Regions from separate parts of the Mus musculus genome. Here region 2 is linked to region 1. The links are chromatin contacts, called in public HiChIP or PLAC-seq maps. All regions are on one chromosome and are shown on one strand. Each heading gives the region's core, a stretch centred on a gene start, on an enhancer-like site or on the middle of the called end of the contact. The rest is flanking DNA. Distances are from core to core; before and after follow the strand shown. Region 1 holds the start of Scara3 (scavenger receptor class A, member 3). Region 2 holds the start of Chrna2 (cholinergic receptor, nicotinic, alpha polypeptide 2 (neuronal)).

Region 1 (4,138 bases), core at 666-3,165:
AGAGATACCCTGAGGTTTGTGGAGGGAAGTTTTCCTGGAGTCTGGGGGAAGCAGGAAGATGGGAGAAGTCAGGAGTTCTGATTGCCTCAGATCTGTCCTGGGGACCTAAGACATGTCCATCCGCACTAGCTCTGGTCCTCACTCAGGCTTTCAGCCCCACCTCTGCCTCTTATCTTATCTGCAGTGAGATGGGTCAAAGCACTCTGAAAAGTGCAGCATCTTAGCATCATCTGCAAGGTTCAGGGCAGCCTGTGGCCCTGTGGACTACAGTCATATGTGTCCTCGGAAGTTTCAGAAAAGAGCCTGTCCCAGGGCTACAGAGAGGGGGAGAGAGATTCAGTGATGAAGCGGCTAGAAGCAGGGGCCCATGGGTGAGACTCCTCCCCACCTGCCAAGGGAACACGCCAGGGCTGGTTATAACTGCTCCGTTCACCCTGGTCAACCTTAGACCCTTCGAGGCTATGGGAAAGCATGGGCAGAAGGTGCCAGAGGCCAGAGGGAAGGGAACAGAAAAACATCAGTCTCTTCTGGACCGGAGGGCAGAGCCAGGGCTCTAGACCCTTTAGCTGGCAATGAGTGGTAACAGGTTGCTATTCTATTTTACTAGCTGCAGAATTCCAGGGACTCGATGCAAAATGAAAGAGGAGGGTGGGGAGAGTCCTTGTTTAAAACATTATGCATTTCAAGATTCCATCAGTGGCACCATCACAGGACCAAGTGTGGGTCCTGTGGGAGTACTGAATGAGCGGCACATGGGACCAGTCAGAGATTTGTCTGCCAGGCCCTTTCCTCTGGAATACCCAATCCTTGGACACCAGAGAGACAAACCACCACTGCACCAGTTGAAGCAGGCTTGACAAATGGGGCCTGATCTCCTGTCACAACTGTCACTTTTCATCAACCCCCACTCCCCCCGAAAGTAGAGCTTTGAAGCCCTGAACACCATCCCACGGGCCCTCTGAGGAAGTTAGAGGTGGTGGAAGTTCTCCTTCGGCTGCTAGGGGAGAGTTACCAAAAGGCACCAGAGCGAGTACCCCAAACCTCATGACCTGGAAGGGAGCTCTCCGGTACCCGGGAGGTACAGCTTGGAACCAAGAAGGGTTTTTACTTCCATTCCATGTCTGTCTGGCCCTCAGGGCTTGCTCAGTTGCTCTGTCCTCAAGTCAGAGGTCAGGGAGTGTCAGATAGTGGGGCTCCGACTGGTCTGATAGCGAGGGAAGGGGACAGAGTTGGTAAGAGAAGCAGCTTACACCTGGGGAGGGTCTGCGGGAGCCTCTGGGATGGGACCTCAGCTGTGATCCACAACCAAGCATCCTTCTGTGCTCACTGGGGAACTGGATCCGAATCTTCTCGGAACTTTAAATTTGTTTTAAGGGGTAGGAGAGCAATGGCGGTGAGGCCGGTTGCTGCAAGGGCCCTGTGTGATGGTTCACCCTTCCTCTCTTTCTCCGGACTTAGGGCTCTTCCTGTCCCCTTCCGACCCTACCCCATCCCTCCTCACTATCTCCTGAAGGATAGTTTTTTTAAAAAGTCAGGGGCCCTGACCTGTAATATCTATTATGGGGACTTTCAGCCCTCCTGCAGCCCAGGCATCAGGGTGCCCTGGCCCGGCCCTTGTCTTGGGAGGAAGGATGGATGTTCTCTATGCTCCCGGGGAGTCTGCTTACCTTTCATGGTCCCTTCTGCGCGGGCCTCTGCAGGGCCCCCGCGGCGCTCGAGTAGCCTTGGATGGAGCGGGAAGCCGGGGTCCTCCCCAGGCACCGACCGCGGCCCCTAAGTGCGGCCCGCGGGTCTGAGGCTTGGGTGGGGACACATGCGGCGCTGTGCCGCTGCTCGGGCGGCGAAGCAGGAGAAGGATCCCGGGGGTCGCAGGCTGGGGACACCACGCTGCCCGCCGGAGCCCGGCGAGCTGTGTTGCCCCGCGCCCCGCAGTCCTGGCCTCGCGCGCATCCCTCCCTCCGCCTCCCGCCCTCCCTCGTCGTCACCGCTTGGGCCCCGGCCCAGATCAACTTCCTTGATATTTTCAAAACTGCCGCTGCCAGGGCCCTTTGTGCCCCTGATGCGTGGGGCTGGGTGCGCGAGAGGGTTCCCCACCCCGGGGGAAAGCGTGGTTACAGTTGTGGTGGGCGGGGACCGGGACCCTGGATTTCAGTCCTGTATAGTTCCTTTGCCTGGCTATAAAGCAGAGAGACCGGGAGGAGCAAGAATTCTTGGGCATCAGCCTTCTGCCAACTGTTGGTTTTGCTCTGGTCTGTGCTCTCCACATCCGTACACCTCTGCACTGCAAGCCTCCTCTTAACCTGGTCGTCTCTAGTTGACAGGGCTTGCTTGCTATGGTTCTGCCACTGCTAAGTTCAGTAATGTTGAATTTCTTATCTGCAAGGGAGAACTGGGCCCTGAGCACTCCCAAATCCTGCTACATGTGGCTGGGCCACTGGTGTAAAGGACCCTAGAGGGAAAGCCGCCTCAGACTTGAAGTTGACTCTTGTCATAAAAACCCCCATAAAAGCTCCATTTTGTGTTAAGTGAGCATATGTTAACCACACATTCAGCGGTTGGTCGGTTGGTCACCTCCCAACTTCCAGATCCTGCCCCAAGTTCTGGGAGAAGGTGAGGAACACTTGTCGGTAAGGACCAGAAAGCCAGCAATTAAGCAACAGCACGGAGATGTGGCGGACATTATGATGGCAAAGGTCAGGACCTCCAGAGGGAGGACAACCCAGCCTGGTCTCCTGGCTGAAGATGGAGATTGGAGATGGTGGTAACATCAACAGCAACACTAAGGAAGCCAACTGGCAGAGGAGAGCTGGTTCCCACCCCCCTATTCCTCACACTCCCTATCCCCATCCCCCCCCCCCCCCACCTCCTGACCACCACCTGGGCATCCCTGACACGGGGAGAAATTGTGTTAGGTAAATGACCTCTTGGTCCAACATGTTTTGGGGTAGTTCCCTCAGCTTACTCCCATTCTTGGTGGGGCTGGATAGGGGTGTGAGCTTTTCTTTTCTTTTCTTTTCTTTTCTTTTCTTTTCTTTTCTTTTCTTTTCTTTTCTTTTCTTTTTCCTTTCCTTTCCTTTCCTTTCCTTTCCTTTCCTTTTCTTTTCTTTTCTTTTCTTTTCTAAAAAAGCTCTATTTCTAACATGTGTCCTGTTGCTGTTCTTTATTGCCTCAGGACTCACACCCACCCCTGTAACACTGATTGCTAACAGCCCTGCTGTCTACTCCTTCCCTGCATGTCTTCCTCAGTTAAGACTGGACTAATGCTGGGCGTGGTGGCTCACGCCTTTAATCCCAGAGTTGAGAGGCAGAGGCAGGCGGATCTCTGAGTTCGAGGCCAGCCTGGTTTACAAAGTGAGTTCCAGGACAGCCAGGGCTATACAGAGAAACCCTGTCTCAAGAAGAAGAAGAAAAAAGACTGGACTAAAGTGCTAAGGGTGGGGATTGGGTGGAGGAAGAGACTACTATTCAGCCAGCAGACCAGAGAGAGCTAAGCTCCTTTGCCTGCAGTCTGCTTGCCCTTGCCCTGGGAAGTTCACAGATTGTGAAGTGTGCACCCCAACTGTACTAGTAGAAACATACTACCGGAAGGGAGAGAGGCTAGGACACTAAGTCTGCCACACGAGTCAGGGTTTCTGAGAATCATAGCCTGTATCAGGGGCACTTCTTTGGAGGCACCAATTAGACATTCCTATCCATCCATCCATCCATCCATCTATCCATCCATCCATCCATCCATCCTTCCTTCCATCCGAAGAGACTCGTCTTGGTGGTTGCCCGTTTATTCACTTGTTTGACCCTCTGTATTAGTTACTTTCCTTGTTGCTGTGATGAAATAGGGATAAAACACCTTAAGGAAAAGGGGGTTTGTTTGGGCTCCTGGGTTGAGCATACAGTCTATCACAGAGGGGTCAAGAGCAGTGGCTTCTCCGGCTGTGGCCACTGGAAGGTGAGGCATTGGTTGTTGGAGGTATCACATCACATGTAAGCATTGTGTCTGCGATCAAGAAGCAGGGAGAGCCAGATGCGGACGCTCAGCTCAGCTTCTCTTTCTTTCCCTTTTTGTTCCATCCAGGATCCCGGGCCCTGGGATGATGCCAGCCATACTTGGGGTTGGTTCTTCTGACCTCAGTTAAACCTC
Region 2 (4,138 bases), core at 995-3,494, 190 kb after region 1:
TAGACAGCAACACAGTAACATGACATCCCATCTTAGACCTCCAGCTCGGACTTTAGAACCACAGCGTCCTCCTGGGTGGACACTCTACACTTTAAATACTACCTCCTCGTCTTCACCCGACTCTAAGTTCTGTCTCTGGGGATCTGATGACTCCAGGTGCCTCTTCCTAGAAGTGGAGGCACACAGTGCTTATCCTTTGGTGTCTATCTTATTTCAACGAGCATGCTCAAGGTTCATTCCCATCAGGATCTTCCTTTTTAAGGCTATATGGTCTCCATGGAGAGCACAGACAATGCTTTCTTTCTTACGTCTCTCGGGGACATAGGTTATTCCTCCCATCACACAATTCACCCTGATTGCTTATATCCACTCAGATGGTGGACTGGAATCTTAGTTTTATATGAATTTGGAGTGGCGCTGCACCTGTGAGGCTGGAGGAAGACACATAGAGCACACGGTGAATGTCACTGCATACCAAAAAGACTTCTCAGTATTATGCTTACGGTAGGAGATTTAGAAAATGTAGACATGTAGAAAAGTGTCAAGAAGTTTTTAAAAAGTCTCTGGGCAAGGGAGAGATGCTCTCCCCTCCCCCACCCTTGGCACCTTTGGCAGGCAGGAGAGCTGGCTCTGAGGCCATCAGAGTGGGAGAGCTGGTTCTGCCGTCACTGGCTACAGCACCCAGGAGAGCAGGCCTGCACAGTAGTGCTGACCCTGGTAGTGGGGGTGCAGGTGAGCCAGCCCCGAGAGGTGGAAGCTAGGGAAAGTTGGGTGCTACAACTTGTCTGCTGTGCAGTGGCACAGGTGAGGGAGGCATGCCCTCCTGCTACACTTTCCCCGCTTTGTCCCCCCCCACCTATGGCAGGTAGGAGGACTGGCCCCAAGGTCATGAGCGTGTAAGAACTGGCCCAGTCCCCCACCTGCAACATTTGGAAGAGCAGACCCTGAACCCCTACCTGCACCTGGGCAGCAAAGTAGAGCTGTGCCTGGTTGTGGGTATTGCAGGTGAGTCGCCCTGAGGTCACAAGAGCAGGAGAGCTGGCTTTGCTCCTTGTTGGTGGTGGCATTGGATGACCTAGCCCGGGGCAGGAATAGAAAGCCTGGTGTGTGGTGAGGGAGAGCAGGCAGGCTGGCCAGCTCAGATACCTCTCAGGCCCAGATCAGGGCTTTGACTTGGCCCACCCCAACATCTACCCCATCCATGAACCACTAGAGCCTGCCAAGGGACCCGTCAGACAGATCCAAAACTACAAGATCTCCATCACACAGGCAACGACAGGTTATCCGAGAGGAGTCCCAGGGAGGTTCCGGTATTGATAATGTAGCAGAAGCCAGAGGCCTCAAACCAATGACTCATTGCAATGAACACATGCAAGCACACAAGTGTGGGCAAAGGGTATACTGCAGGACACACCGTGACACAGTGCAGCTTCCAGAAGATTTTTTTTCTTTCCTTTTGTGGTGGGGGGAGGTTGCAAGGGTGGAAGGCAAGTATGAAGGGATGGAGAAATGAGTGGGACTTGGGTACATGATGTGAAATTCACAAAGAACCAATAAAAAGGTTTTGGTTTTTTTTTTTAAGTTAAAAGTGCCTCTCATCTAGGCCCCCAGAGAGCACAGGTGACTGCAGGCACACAGGGGAAAATGTAAAGAAAAGAACAAGCTGGTTCTAATCAATTTCCCTGGAAGTGATCAAGTGGGAGGGCCCATTGTGGGTGGTGCCATCCCTGGGCTGATAGTCCTGAGTTCTATAAGAGAGCAGGCTGAGCAAGAGTTCCATTGTAAAAATATCAGTTGAGACGGCTCTCTCTCTGTGTGTGTGTGTGCAGGATCTGGCTGTGTGGAGAGGTTGAATGTGGTGGTGGTGGGGCTGTGGGTCAGGGGCCGAAAATCTCAAATTTTAATAAGCCTCTGAACTGAAATCTCATGAGCAGGGGGAGGGGTGAGGAGGCTTTTCCACCAAACACACCCTGGAGCTATCAGTTATGGTAGTAAACATGTCCCATACACTGCAGCATGTTGGCGTTCCCCCATTCACTCTTTCTCTACTTGGCATAGACAGTCACTATGTGTTCCCATTGGGTCACAGGGCACTGACATCCACAGAGCAACCCAGTGCCTGGCCCCCCTCCTCAGTGTTCTGGAGCTCACATACAGACTCCTATGACTCCACTGGACTATGAACCTGTTCTGGGAGGTAGGTCATAGCTACCCTACAGATAAGCTGAACTCTCAGAGCTGTTAATGATATGGCCTGGACTCAAAGTCACGCTTGCAGACTCTGGATGGGGTAAGGAACACAGTGCAGGACAGTGACAGTTTGGAGGGGAGACAGCAGCAGCTGGTGGGGCTAGACTCTCGGCTGGGTCACTTGGGACAGTGTAGGATAGACTAAAGGATGAAGATGGGAAAACAGCTTCACAGATCCATTGGTAACAATGATGGTTCCCGATTCCTGCATGAATGTGGCCAGTTCTATGTTTAATTCATCTTCTTACACATATTTGTGAAGCCATTGTTAAGAACACACAATATTAAACTATGAATGGCATTCAGAGTTTTAGGAATGCAGTGTGCCTATCACCATTCCAAAACATCTCAGAATATCCAGAACATTCTCATTACGGTCAAAGGGAAATAACATGTCTGTGCTAAGAGCCAGTGTTCTATCTCTAGTCCATATACACAGGGTACCGCACACGGACATTTGGATATTTAAACTCTGTGTGTGTGTGTCCAGGTGCATGTGTGTGGAGTTGCACATATGTGCACATATGTTCAGAGGCCCCAGCCTCAGATGTTCTTCAGGTGTTGTTTTTATTTTTTAGACAGGGTCTCTCACTGGGACTAGGGCTCAAATGAGTAGGTTTGGCTGGGTGGCCAGCAAGTCCCAGAGGTCACTTGTCAACAGACTCATTCAGTATGTGGCTGGCTTCTCTCACATAGCAAGCTTTTAAAGTCCATTCCAGCAACTGCAAATGTCATGTTAGTACTTGATTCCTTTTGATGCCTTCATTGTTTTGGTATGCTGTCCGTCACTCCATCGCTCAACACTGATGGCATTTGCTTGCCTGCATCTTTGGGTCATTGTCGCTAGTAGTCAAATACTGCTGCTGAACGCCTTGTCCAATGTGGTTAGCCCCACTTTATAGATGAAAAGTTGAGACCACGATGGCAGGGAGGCTAGCACCTTCCTCTGTGAAGGTCAGTCATGTCTTAGCTAGTTAGCTAAGTGGCTAACAATCCAATGGCTCTCAAAAAAAGGGGAAGTCTATCTCCTCCGTGAAGCTGAGCAGCCTAGGTGCCCCATAAACCAGGCAGGCCCATTGACAGCCATTTTCTCGCTTCTAAACCGTTATGGAATACGAAAGACAAAGACACTAGATGTCACATCACTTGGCCCTAAGAGTCTTCCCTTGTTTATTCAGCTGCAGAGAGACAGGGCCTTGAAGAAGCCAGCTCCTTGTAGTCCAACAGAAACCAGGACCCTCTGAAGCCATGGCCCCCTCCCATCCTGCTTTCCAGTTCTGGATACATCTTTATCTCTGGTGTCTGCTTCTGATGCCAGCAGGTGAGTGGGTACCACCACTACCACTAGGACTTCATCGCACCATCGTGTGCCCACAGGCTATAGAGTAGACTCCCCTGAAGGCCAGCTCATATCATTCTCAAGGGTACAGGGGGCACTTAAGGTCATTGGCTGGATGGCCAGCACCACAGGGTGAAGATAAAAGGCTGTTTCAACTCTAGTACTAGCAGCTTTGTTGCCTTAGAATGTCCCAAGCTTCAGAGTTCCTGACCTCAACATGCAAACAGCATCATAGAGCACTCAAGATCACTGTGGGGATGAGGGAAGCTTACACGTAGCACACAGGCTAGGGCAGATAGGTGGGTATGCACACAGTAGCTATGGTCATGGCTGTACTTTCTATTCCAATGGCAGCTGAAGATTTGTCTGGTCTTTTATAAGGTAGTTCTTTGCCTGCTCAGACAGCAGAGCCCCTGAGTGGAGAGAAGTTATTATGCAAAACACAGTGCAAAAGACATAATCAATCCCAGCAGACAGTTTTGCAGAGCTTTGCACAGCTGAAGAGAACTGGTCAGAGCTGATGATTTAAGAACTTAGGGTGGTACCCTG

What was found. HiChIP or PLAC-seq counts read pairs in DNA pulled down with a chosen protein or histone mark.
Region 2: a FOXA1 HiChIP or PLAC-seq map of pancreatic cancer cells shows a contact between it and region 1. The contact joins the promoter of Chrna2 here to the promoter of Scara3 in region 1. A contact is called at or near these places in 4 of 39 promoter capture datasets (the HPC-7 cell line, Sertoli cells, cranial neural crest and 1 more), 1 of 15 datasets of contacts at CTCF or cohesin (embryonic stem cells), 1 of 484 Hi-C or Micro-C datasets (the G1E-ER4 cell line), 8 of 115 datasets of contacts at active chromatin or transcription factors (embryonic stem cells, forebrain, neural progenitor cells and 3 more) and 3 of 9 other capture datasets (adipose tissue, embryonic stem cells and pancreatic islet).

The regions. Positions count from the first base shown.
Region 1 is chr14:65,951,829-65,955,966 of GRCm38.p6, forward strand. It overlaps Scara3 (scavenger receptor class A, member 3), which reads right to left and starts at 1,916. Exons shown (of 6, transcript NM_172604.3): 1 at 1,668-1,916. The coding sequence starts at 1,674.
Region 2 is chr14:66,138,716-66,142,853 of GRCm38.p6, forward strand. Chrna2 (cholinergic receptor, nicotinic, alpha polypeptide 2 (neuronal)) reads left to right here and starts at 2,245. Exons shown (of 7, transcript NM_144803.2): 1 at 2,245-2,290; 2 at 3,429-3,571. The coding sequence starts at 3,499.